3 separate regions of the Triticum aestivum genome follow, and all the other regions are linked to region 1. Evidence: chromatin contacts called from public Hi-C and HiCAR-type data. All regions are on one chromosome and are shown on one strand. Each heading gives the region's core, a stretch centred on a gene start, on an enhancer-like site or on the middle of the called end of the contact. The rest is flanking DNA. Distances are from core to core; before and after follow the strand shown. Region 1 has its middle 100 kb from the start of LOC123119169. Region 2 holds the start of LOC123119153 (transcription factor-like protein DPB). Region 3 has its middle 77 kb from the start of LOC123119153.

The links. Hi-C and Micro-C count contacts between places; a contact is called where the count stands out from the background. HiCAR-type assays count read pairs that join an accessible place to other places.
Region 2: a Hi-C map of leaf shows a contact between it and region 1, with 5 times the contacts expected there. The contact joins the promoter of LOC123119153 here to the enhancer-like site in region 1. A contact is called at or near these places in 2 of 5 Hi-C or Micro-C datasets (both in leaf).
Region 3: a contact with region 1 is called in a HiCAR-type map of leaf, with 8 times the contacts expected there. The contact joins two enhancer-like sites. A contact is called at or near these places in 2 of 5 Hi-C or Micro-C datasets (both in leaf) and 1 of 1 datasets of contacts at active chromatin or transcription factors (leaf).

What each region holds. Positions count from the first base shown.
Region 1 is chr1B:272,001,952-272,005,171 of IWGSC CS RefSeq v2.1, forward strand. No RefSeq gene overlaps it. Among protein-coding and RNA genes, the nearest start is that of LOC123119169, 100 kb to the right of the region's middle. Within about 2 kb of position 1,755, at least 8 of the 8 cell types and tissues checked have an H3K27ac peak or open chromatin away from gene starts, as enhancers often do. A contact at or near this core is called in leaf, where this site is marked.
Region 2 is chr1B:271,326,993-271,330,212 of IWGSC CS RefSeq v2.1, forward strand. LOC123119153 (transcription factor-like protein DPB) reads left to right here and starts at 1,753. Exons shown (of 9, transcript XM_044538860.1): 1 at 1,753-2,122; 2 at 3,023-3,099. The coding sequence starts at 1,893.
Region 3 is chr1B:271,404,517-271,407,736 of IWGSC CS RefSeq v2.1, forward strand. No RefSeq gene overlaps it. Among protein-coding and RNA genes, the nearest start is that of LOC123119153, 77 kb to the left of the region's middle. Within about 2 kb of position 1,780, at least 4 of the 8 cell types and tissues checked have an H3K27ac peak or open chromatin away from gene starts, as enhancers often do. A contact at or near this core is called in leaf, where this site is marked.

The DNA.
Region 1 (3,220 bases), core at 505-3,004:
GCCAGCGTGAGGTCGCGCGATGCACGGGCTGGTCTTCGAGATGAATCTAGCAGGTGATGTTGGTCGTGGGAACGTGAAATTGTGGTTTGGGTTTCTTGCGAGGAGAACGACAAGCCGCCTCAGGTTACGCACAAAGGACCAAGAATTGGCATTATCTTCAAAAAATCCGCTGTCACTGGTGCGTTGCATCTCATCGTGTAGTATTTATATATCTGCCTCGTTGCTTCATAACAAAGCTAACAATAGCTTCTGCCACGTCTTCTTTTCTAGTACATGTCAAATTCAATGCGCGGAAGGTGTGAAACATCACTTGAAGATATTATATGTGTATAGTCTCAACAAATTTCAATGTTTTCTTTTTCTCTTGCATCTTTGTGCCCTTGTGGTGAACGTGTACGTCACGTTATCCAATCAAATATCCGAACCATGCATATGGTATATTTTACAGTTTTTCTCCCAAAACCGGGGATTGTATAGGACGAAATGGCCCATCACAATCTGTCTCTTGCAACTTAATTAGTCTGACTTTCTCGCGGTTCGACTGTCCATGTACATTGTACTACACTGTTTATCTGAATTTTCCATGAGTCCGTGTCATGAATGAAAAGGACGTAACCGGCAGATTTAGCTTCAACTTGAAGTTCACTAAATTCAACATATATGAAAGAAAAACATTGACGAATATTTGCGTGGGCAGGAACGCTCATGTGCGCACATCCCAAAAGCTGCAACCGGATTTGGCAAATCCGACCCCTCAAACGCTCGCGGATCAATCTGTGTACAGCGCCGTCGCTTTCCTCTCTCGCTGTCGGCGTCGTCGCAACTTGCGGGCGACGTTCTCTGCCTGCAAGTCACCGCCGATGAAATCGCGCCGTCGACGGACGAGGCGGACTGCGTCTCCATCGCGACGGTGTGGGTCGGGCTGGACGGCATCTCCGACGATAGATCGGGACCAGAGGTGAGGATTGAGAGTAAGGGTGGACGGCGGTGAGGGTCCGGGCGCGGGAATGGTTGGAAGGCGGTGGGAGAAGGAGGAAGGGTTTGATGGATTTGATGCAATTTAGGATGGGTCGGGCTGTCAGGCTGGATATGGGGTGTCTGTCAGCCCTGGTGTTTGTGGGGCCCTCTGGATCAAAAAACCGTGACCGAACAATGACTGGGCGGTTCGCCCATGCATATGAGGCGGATTTGAGATTTGAGAGATCCGGCTGTAGATGGATCAAAAAACCGTGACCGAACAATGACTGGGCGGTTCGCCCATGCATATGAGGCGGATTTGAGATTTGAGAGATCCGACTGTAGATGCTCATAGAAAACTGAATAGGTACTGCTATGATTCTATTGTTGCGCGTCAGTGATGGATGATCGATGAAAAACAAAGGATCAGAATCTGCAAGCCAGACATATGGCGACGTCCTTTTGTTTTGTTTTGTTTTATTTTATTTATTTATTATGGATGATCCGCAGCCAGCCTGGACTGCAGAAACGTATGGTCTTGATTATCCTTGTGAAAAGAGAAACGTCTGGACATGGAAAAGAAATGATGATGCGGCGGAGAAAGCAGAACACCGAAAATTCCAGTCCAATCCAATCCAACGAGGGGCGCTGCGTGACCACGTTCGTGCATCCTTTTGACAGGTCCGAGGGGAAGAGTCCGAGTAGCCATCGCCGAGCTTTCCCAAACACCGCGCGTGAGTGAGTGCGTCACGACTCACGACAGGGCCGGTTGGTGTTGGGCGCGTTGGCTGCCCTGCCCGTTAGCCCGTTCGGGCCGATCGATTTGCCGCCGCCGCTGGCCTCTCTCTGTCTCTGACCGGACTGCGGACGCTGGCTGCTGGCTGCTCGCTGCCTCTTGCCACGAAGCGGCGTATATGTATGCTAAAATCAAACTGGTAATGGAGTGATTGGGTATTTGGAGTTTGCAGTGTGATGCAGACGTGGCATCACCTGGCCATGCGGAGGCCATGCGCCCATGCAGGCTTGTTCCGGTCCTCCGCCTGGTCTTGCCAGCACATCTGCCATGGACGATGGATGTCGGCTTTCTCGTCATGGGCCATGCATGGCCACCACGTGACGAGATACAGCCGTGCAACTGCGGGGCAGTACCCGAGACGGAATAAACACGGTCATCGTACTACAACTTTTTTTTTTGCGGGGATCGTACAGAACTTTCCTTTTTGAACCAATCGCAGGAAGCAAGGAGAGATCGAGAGAGCGAGCGAGCTCGGGGAGCAACTAGCTCTACCTGTCAGTCTGTCACGCAATGGACGCTACCCCGTCGAGGTGTTTTTTTTCACGCTTTTTTCTCGGCTTTCAGGTTTTTTCCTTTCTGCTTTTCTAGGTTTTGGGGATTTCGACTATCAGGAGCATGGCCGTGTTTCTGGATGGAGCACAGGCATGTGAAAAGCCTAAATTAGTTTATTTGAAAAACACAGTTGTGCATCTCTCCATGGGACTGTGGGAGCACCAATTCCAATTGAGATCACAAGTTACTGCAATCTGGAAGCACATGTTTGCTCATTTTGGGAGCATAATTTTTTACAACAAAAAAATTCATCAAAACCTGTTAATATGGGATCTAAATTTTGAAGGTTTCGATGAGACAAATGCGTGATGAAAACGGTCCGTGATTTCAACCCATGGTTCAATACATATATCATTAAAAAAGATTTACAAAAAAAGCATAAACAAATCCGTTCATCCCTCGTGCGAATAGGAAGAAATCTCATCCAAACTCCTAGGTTATGACAATTGACGCTCATGCAGAGTAGTTGTGAGTGATCTTTGCAAAGGGTGCCCCTTCATTAGGAATTCAAAAATCTTGTGGAGGAGCACTTAGAACAAGCAACCCGCACCCTCGGTATAGTGGGCCGGCCCACTTGGCCAGGTTTTATTCCATTAAGTCGTGCCAAGGTGATATGACCCTGTATAATTTTCTAGGACCGCCTATAGGGCGCAGCACGCGCTACAAAGGAAGCAGGCGTGCACCCCCCGCTCCCCTTTTGGGCCGGCCCATGTGTGGCCGGGACGCCGCCTGTTTATTTTTTTGCGGATGTTTCCTTTTTCTTTTTTTCCATTTATTTTTTTTCTTTTTTCAATAATTCGGGATATTAAAAGGTTCTAAATTTCAGAAAAGATGCTAATTTTGAATAAAACAGTCATGATTTCAAAAACAATCATGATTTTCAAAAAGATGCTCGATAATTCAAAACTTGTTCTT
Region 2 (3,220 bases), core at 503-3,002, 670 kb before region 1:
AAAGGACGAGCGTCGGAGGCATGCGGTCGCTTTGGGTGACACAAACAGACCAGGACGGTCCTTAACCTGTTGCGGTCATCCCGAACTGACAGTTACAGGGTGCGTCGCTTCTATTCCCGTATCCACGGCCTCTTGTCCTTGTCGTCGGGCGGTGCTTGATCCGTCAGCACCATGGGTAGCTGGGAGAGGGAGAGAGATTTAAATGGGAAGTGGGTGCAGTGGCGATGGATGCAGTGTGCTAAGCCTTACAACGTCGAGTTTGATCGACTCGCCGTGGTTGACGTGGCACGCTCCAATGCTTTAAGGTATGTGCTTGTCATTTGACGATCAATAAGTCGTTCGCTCGAGATTGCCAAAAATCTGACGTCAGTTCTATAAGAGCAACTCTAACGTGTCGACCCATTTTGTCCACACGCGATCCATTTGGGTCGCAGCGGACAGAAAAGTCGGTCCAACGCGTCAATCCAAACGGATGCGCTTTCGCTTTTCGTCTGCCTGCCGACCCATCTCAAGCCCAATTTTGAGTCTGATTTGCGTCGGCGCGGACACGAGACAGACGCGCGCGCTGCGTGCCAAGTACCCCCTGGCCTGCCAGTCGGGGGCACATTGGCCATCCTCTCCCACCCCTTGATAGCAAACCATCGTCCGCTCCCGACCCCCGTCCCGTCGCCGACGCCCATTTCCGGTGCCTCTGCCAGCAGCCGGTGCCGACACACCTCCCCCAACGCCACCACCTCCCACGTCACCGGCACCACCGCCTCGTCGTCGGGGCACCGAAGCTTCCCCACCCCACCCAGACGCTGCCGCGAGCAGGAAGCCGCTTCCCCGCCCCGGCCAGCTCCTTCGTGCGACAACACCCGCTGTCCTAACGGCTGCACGCTTGTCGGACGCTGCCAGGTCCAAGGGAGGCGCGCGGCTCTTTGCCGACCAGCTTCTTTGTCGACGCCCGCAAGCTATTCGACAATTTACCAAGGTACAAAATGGACTCCGCTGACGAGTTCTTCTTCCACAATTTCCTACGCGACTCCACGATTCCTCGCCCGATGATGAGGAGGAGATCTTGGCTGCCGTGTTGGTCCATGACCACCTTAATAGGCAGCGGCCATTGTTCCGTGGCTGAGACCCGGGGCACCTTCCGGCGTTGAATCGCAACTGAGAGAGCAACCATTTCCTTCTTTGGAAGGACTACTTTGACACAACCAACTCGCTGTTCAAACATCAGAAACTCCGGCGGCGTTTTCGTATGGGTAGGCATCTTTTCAACCGTATTAGAGAGGGGGTGGTCAGATACGATAACTATTTTGAGTGCAAAGAGGATGCCCTTGAAAAGATTGGCTTCTCATCTTATCAGAAATGCACTGCAGCCATCCAGATACTTGCGTACGGAGTACCCGGTGATCTCATTGATGAGTAAGTCCGTATGAGCTAGTCTAATTTATCTGGTTGAAACTATCTTATTTTTTACATGTTTGTTTGTGAAATAATGCAAAATATATGCGTATTTATTGAAAAACAGCGGCTAGCTGGCCACACGGTAAATATGGGTCAGCGCGTTGGGTGAAATGCCGACCTAAATGATAAACAATGCGGATGCCGAGCGGGCGACCGATCCAAACAGACAAAAAATAGACAAAAACACCGTTCGTTTGGGTCGACGTGTTGGAGTTGTTCTAATGTTTAGAGAATGTGACGGTTTTGGTTGTTTGGAACTTGATACTCACATCAACGTAGCCCCGGAAGAATTGTAAAACAAATCTTAAAATTTCTCGTGCCCGTTTCTCCGCGCTCTCCCGTCGGTTCCTGTCTCTCCCTCCATTTTCCGCTTCGTTCCTAGGGTTTTCTCCCCCTCCTCCTCCCAATTCTGCGCCCCCGCTCGCGCGATCCCCACCGCGATGGTCTCCAGCGCCCGTAGTTCCGGCGGCATGGCTCACTCGGCTTCCAACAGCGCCGGAAGCGCCGGTTCCCCCTCCGGCGGCATCGGGCCCGGCAAGGGGGTTGCGGCGGCGGCCGCCACGACCTCGGCGTCAGCGTCCACGCCGGCCAGCGGGAGCACCGTTGCCCGCCGCCTCAATGATCTCGAAATTCAGGGAGATGACGCGCCATCGTCGCAGCCCGCCGCTAGGTTCGTGAAATCTGCTGTCGTGTTGCTGCTTAAGTTGAGTTGCTCACCACCTTCTTTGCCCGGGGACTGTGTACCGCAACTTTAGCACTGGGTCGGTATAGAGTAATTTTGCGATCTGAGATGCGGATTTTGGTCTCGTGAGCTGTACTATTGAGAGCTGCATTTCGCTGTCCACTAGATTCAGTCGATGCATACTTCCTGCAGCATGTGTTGGTTTGAATTGGTGCGCATTGGCTACTGAAGAGGGTGTTAGGAAGATGCGACGGTGAACTACTGGACTTCATCGGATTGTTATGATTGCTTTGCATTCGATTGTTAAAAAACAGGCGATTGCTAACTGTTGTTTGAGTCACAGCATGCTCTGAAGTCCGTTGCCCTAGAACTTTTATTGGTGCGTTCATATTTTGCTTGGGACTTCCATGCTTCAAGCTATTGGATGTATCTTAGTGTTAGATGTGTTTTCTGTCAGGAGTAGATAAGTAGTGTGATAACAAGCTGTGCTGCTTACACTCGCTGACCATCGAAATGTTGCTCGGTATCGATATCGTCTATGTGTAATTGCATAGAGTGCTCCTTAGGACAAAAGTGGAACGTCACTCAGAGTCTCAGACTATCAGAGTTATTGGCATGTTTTGTGCTTTGGATTTGTCGATAATCTAAGCTGTTCCCTGTTGGCTTCCTTAATTTAGACGTCTTCTCTATTTTCTTTCTTGAGATTGGACTTTTTCACTTATTCTTAATTGATTAAAAATTAGCAGCATAAAATATTTTACAGTGGTTCTGCTTTGTCATTGCAACAAATTATTTTGTACGTAATTTTAGTATTTTACTTATTAAATCTTAAAATCTACAAGTAGCTGTGCACTTTTGACAGATAGCTGTATGGTATTTGCAATGCAGCAAGAAGAAAAAGAAAGGAACACGCGTAGTAGGTCCCGACAAAGGTAACCGTGGATTGCGCCAATTCAGTATGAAAGGTGAGTTGAATACTCTTCTTTCCTCTAGTACCTCTGCGATAGTCATCTTCCCATCATCATGTAAGCGTACTGATTCATAGGGCGCATGCAGAATACATATGACATACTGTTCACTCCATTT
Region 3 (3,220 bases), core at 530-3,029, 600 kb before region 1:
TTTGACGTAAATGTTAACATGATTACTATAGTAGCTTAATCATGTGAACACACAAAAACAGTAGGTACAAGTATTGGGTTGTCTCCCAACAAACGCTTTTCTTTAATGCCTTTCTAGCTAGGCATGATGATTCCAATGATGCTCACATAAAAGTAAGGGTTTTCTATTTTTGTGCCCCAGGTTTCTTGTGCTCAGTTTTGCCCATGCTCTACACTTTCGCTCACTTTTCCCCACTCTCTTGTCTGAAACCCTCACAAATGCTCAAACTGGATGTTGCCGTCGGGTCAATGGTTTTACCATTAACTGCTGACAAGTAGGGCCGCAAAGGACGGATGGGCTGTTGTCGGGGATATACCCCGCTGTATGACCCGGCCGGAGTCATAATCCGGCCGGGACTTGGTAAACCGGCGAGTGTTAAACCGGCTGACAATTAAGACAGATGGCTAAGACAAATGGTAAACCGGCGAGTGTTAAACCGGCAGAGTTAAGACAGGTGGTAGCACCGGCAGGTGTTAAGACAATGTTAAACCGGCAGACAATGTTAAACCGGCAGACGTTAAGAAGCCCAAGAAAGGAAGTCAAAATAGTTTAAGTCTTAGTCCGAGATGGACTCTACATGTAACCCACCCCTTCAACTTATATAAGGAGGGGCAGGGCTCCCCAAAGAGGGACGAGCAAGAAACAATCTCTAGGGCTAGACACAACTAGAGGAGAGCCGGTTTATGGTGACTCCCTCGTGATGATAATGAGATCTAGCCTCAAACAGCATGTAGAGTTGTTACCGGATGATGTTTCCTGGGGCCCGAAGCTGTCTAAACCCTTGTCTTCTGTTGTGTCTCTCGATTCCACTCAGCCCCTCTCAAGCTACCACATAGATGCGCTGGCCTCACGACTAAGTCCTCATGCTAAGGACATCTGACGTGTTAATTCCACGACAGTTGGCGCCCACAGTGGGGCCCGCGCACGGTGGTGATGAGTTCTTGGAGGGATCTTTTTTCAGGGATCTAGAAGTTCATAATTTTCCGGATGAAGAGAAACCAGTTTGGAAGGATTTGCATTAATTTCAAGTCCACCAGTCCAGGGTTCAAGATCTGTAAGACTTAAAGTTCAAAGGAATTAGGGGAGCGGCTGTGCGCTACCTTAAACTGCCGAGATTAACAGGAAAGAAGCGACAAGTCACCAATACCATCTTCTTATATGACCTATTTTTCCCTTGGCGTGTCAAGTTTGCATCAATAACTCGCCAAAGCCGGCCGCCGTTTTTGTTTTGGTCCGTGCGCCGCAGCCATCCACATCTTTTCAACCGAAGATCGATTTCAACTACAGGCTGTTTACATCGGTTCAAGTACTAGTAATTCAACTAGTACTCGTCACGTCAAGCTACAGTATTCGCTATGTGTACGGGTAAGGAAAGAAACAGTGGCCAAATCCTACAGAAGGGAGATCCACGTTTGCGCTACGCGTCGATCAAAGGCAAACCAGGCTACCAGAAAATATCAACCGTGGACTAGTGGTGCTAAACAAAAAAGGGGGTTGCTGCGACCCGAAACCGGATTAGAATGCGTGCTCGCTTCCTGTAATTGAGTCGCCCTCGCCTTAATCCGCCTTCTTCCCGAGCCACACGTTGCGGCAACCCGGAGTACAGAAGTAACCCGGAAGCTGATATGATGAATGACTCGAATTAGTCAAAACGTGCTGTCGCGGTGAGTCGCCGACGCCGCCTCGTCTTGCCCTGCATCTGAAGTCGTTGTCTCCACAGACGTACAACGGCGATCTGGATTATCTCCACCGTTACAACCCGGATTCGCATCCTCTGCTGTCATCTCGGCCTCGTGTCGCTGCTCCGCCTTAAGTCGCCATCTCGAGGCCGCCGTTACCATAAGCTACCGCTCCTGAGATGTGCAGCCTGAGCTGGCCATCTTCAAAATGCCGGATCCTGCTGCTCCCCGCATGCCGGTTCACCACTGCTATCAACTGCTGCTGTCCACACGCGTTGGCTTACCACCCGCACCAGCGCCCTTGCTCCTTTCTCGCCGTGTGTCGCAACCGGCGCAAGTCTCTGCTTGCCCGCTGCCTCCGCCGTGGTTTGCCGTGGCCACAACAACCCTGGCTCAGAGTCCCTCTGTCTCCGCCTTGAACCGGGTCTGCCTTTGAGCTGGCTGGCCTCTTCCGTTGCAGCCTCGGCTGTCCTCTGCCGTCGCCGGCTCACCGTCCTCTGCCGTCGCGGCCTCGGCCTTGCTCTGAATCGCCAGGAGGGCCTCGCTCCGAGTGGCTCCGAGCTGTCGTCGCTGGCTCGCCTCCGCTGGCAGGCCACCAGTTCGTCACTCTGCCGTTGGGCGTCGAGCCTCCTCTCCCCTGTTCCCCGCGCCCGCCGGGTCGGCTCCCGCAGGTGCCCGTACCCGCTGGCTGGCTCCCATTCGGCTCCGACCCCCGCCCGCCGGGCCCTCCATCGCCGCTCTGCTCGATCCCGAGTACCGCACAAGCTACCCGGGCGGATTATGATGCGGCGCTTACGCCTGCTGGGCTCCCGCGCGACTCGGTCGCCTGCTCGTCGTCCCCACACCGGCTGACTCCGGGTCCCCGCTGGGTTGCCTCCGCCCGCGGGTGGGTGCCCCGCATCAAGCCGCCACCAGAAATCATCGGGACGGACTCGTTTGTAGCTGAGGGTCGCCGGACCTTATCTCAAGCGCCCGCCGCCTCCGCCGTCATCCGGCTGTGCCGCTGAGCCGTCTCTGCCACTGGCCGGTTTGGCCTCTGCATCGCCCCGGGTCATGGCCTCGCTTCATCCGCTCGTCCCCAAACTGCCTTGCCGGGTCAAGACCAATGCAGTAGTCCGCTTCAACCACAGCCGTGGGCCTCGTTTTGTCTTCGGTCATGAACCGCCCCGTTCTAAACTGCCAGCGCTGAACCGCCGCCCGCTTTGACTACAGCAGGAGGGCCGGCGCGCCTCGCCGCCCGGACTCCGCCATGACTCCCGCGCCGGCCCCTGCCGGTTTGCCTCACTGCCACAGCACACCTCCGCCGGGTCGCCTTACTACCCCCGCAGCCTGCCTGAGTCATCGACCCTGTTTCTGCTGCGAGCCGCTCGCCGCAACAGCCGCGCCAAGCTGGCCTCAGCCTGCGCCTCGCCCGCAAGTCTGCTCACGAGCCACCACCGCTGGCGTGTGACTTCACCCGCTGCTGCTACCCCTCATCTTGAGCCTACCGGTGCTCAGCCGCC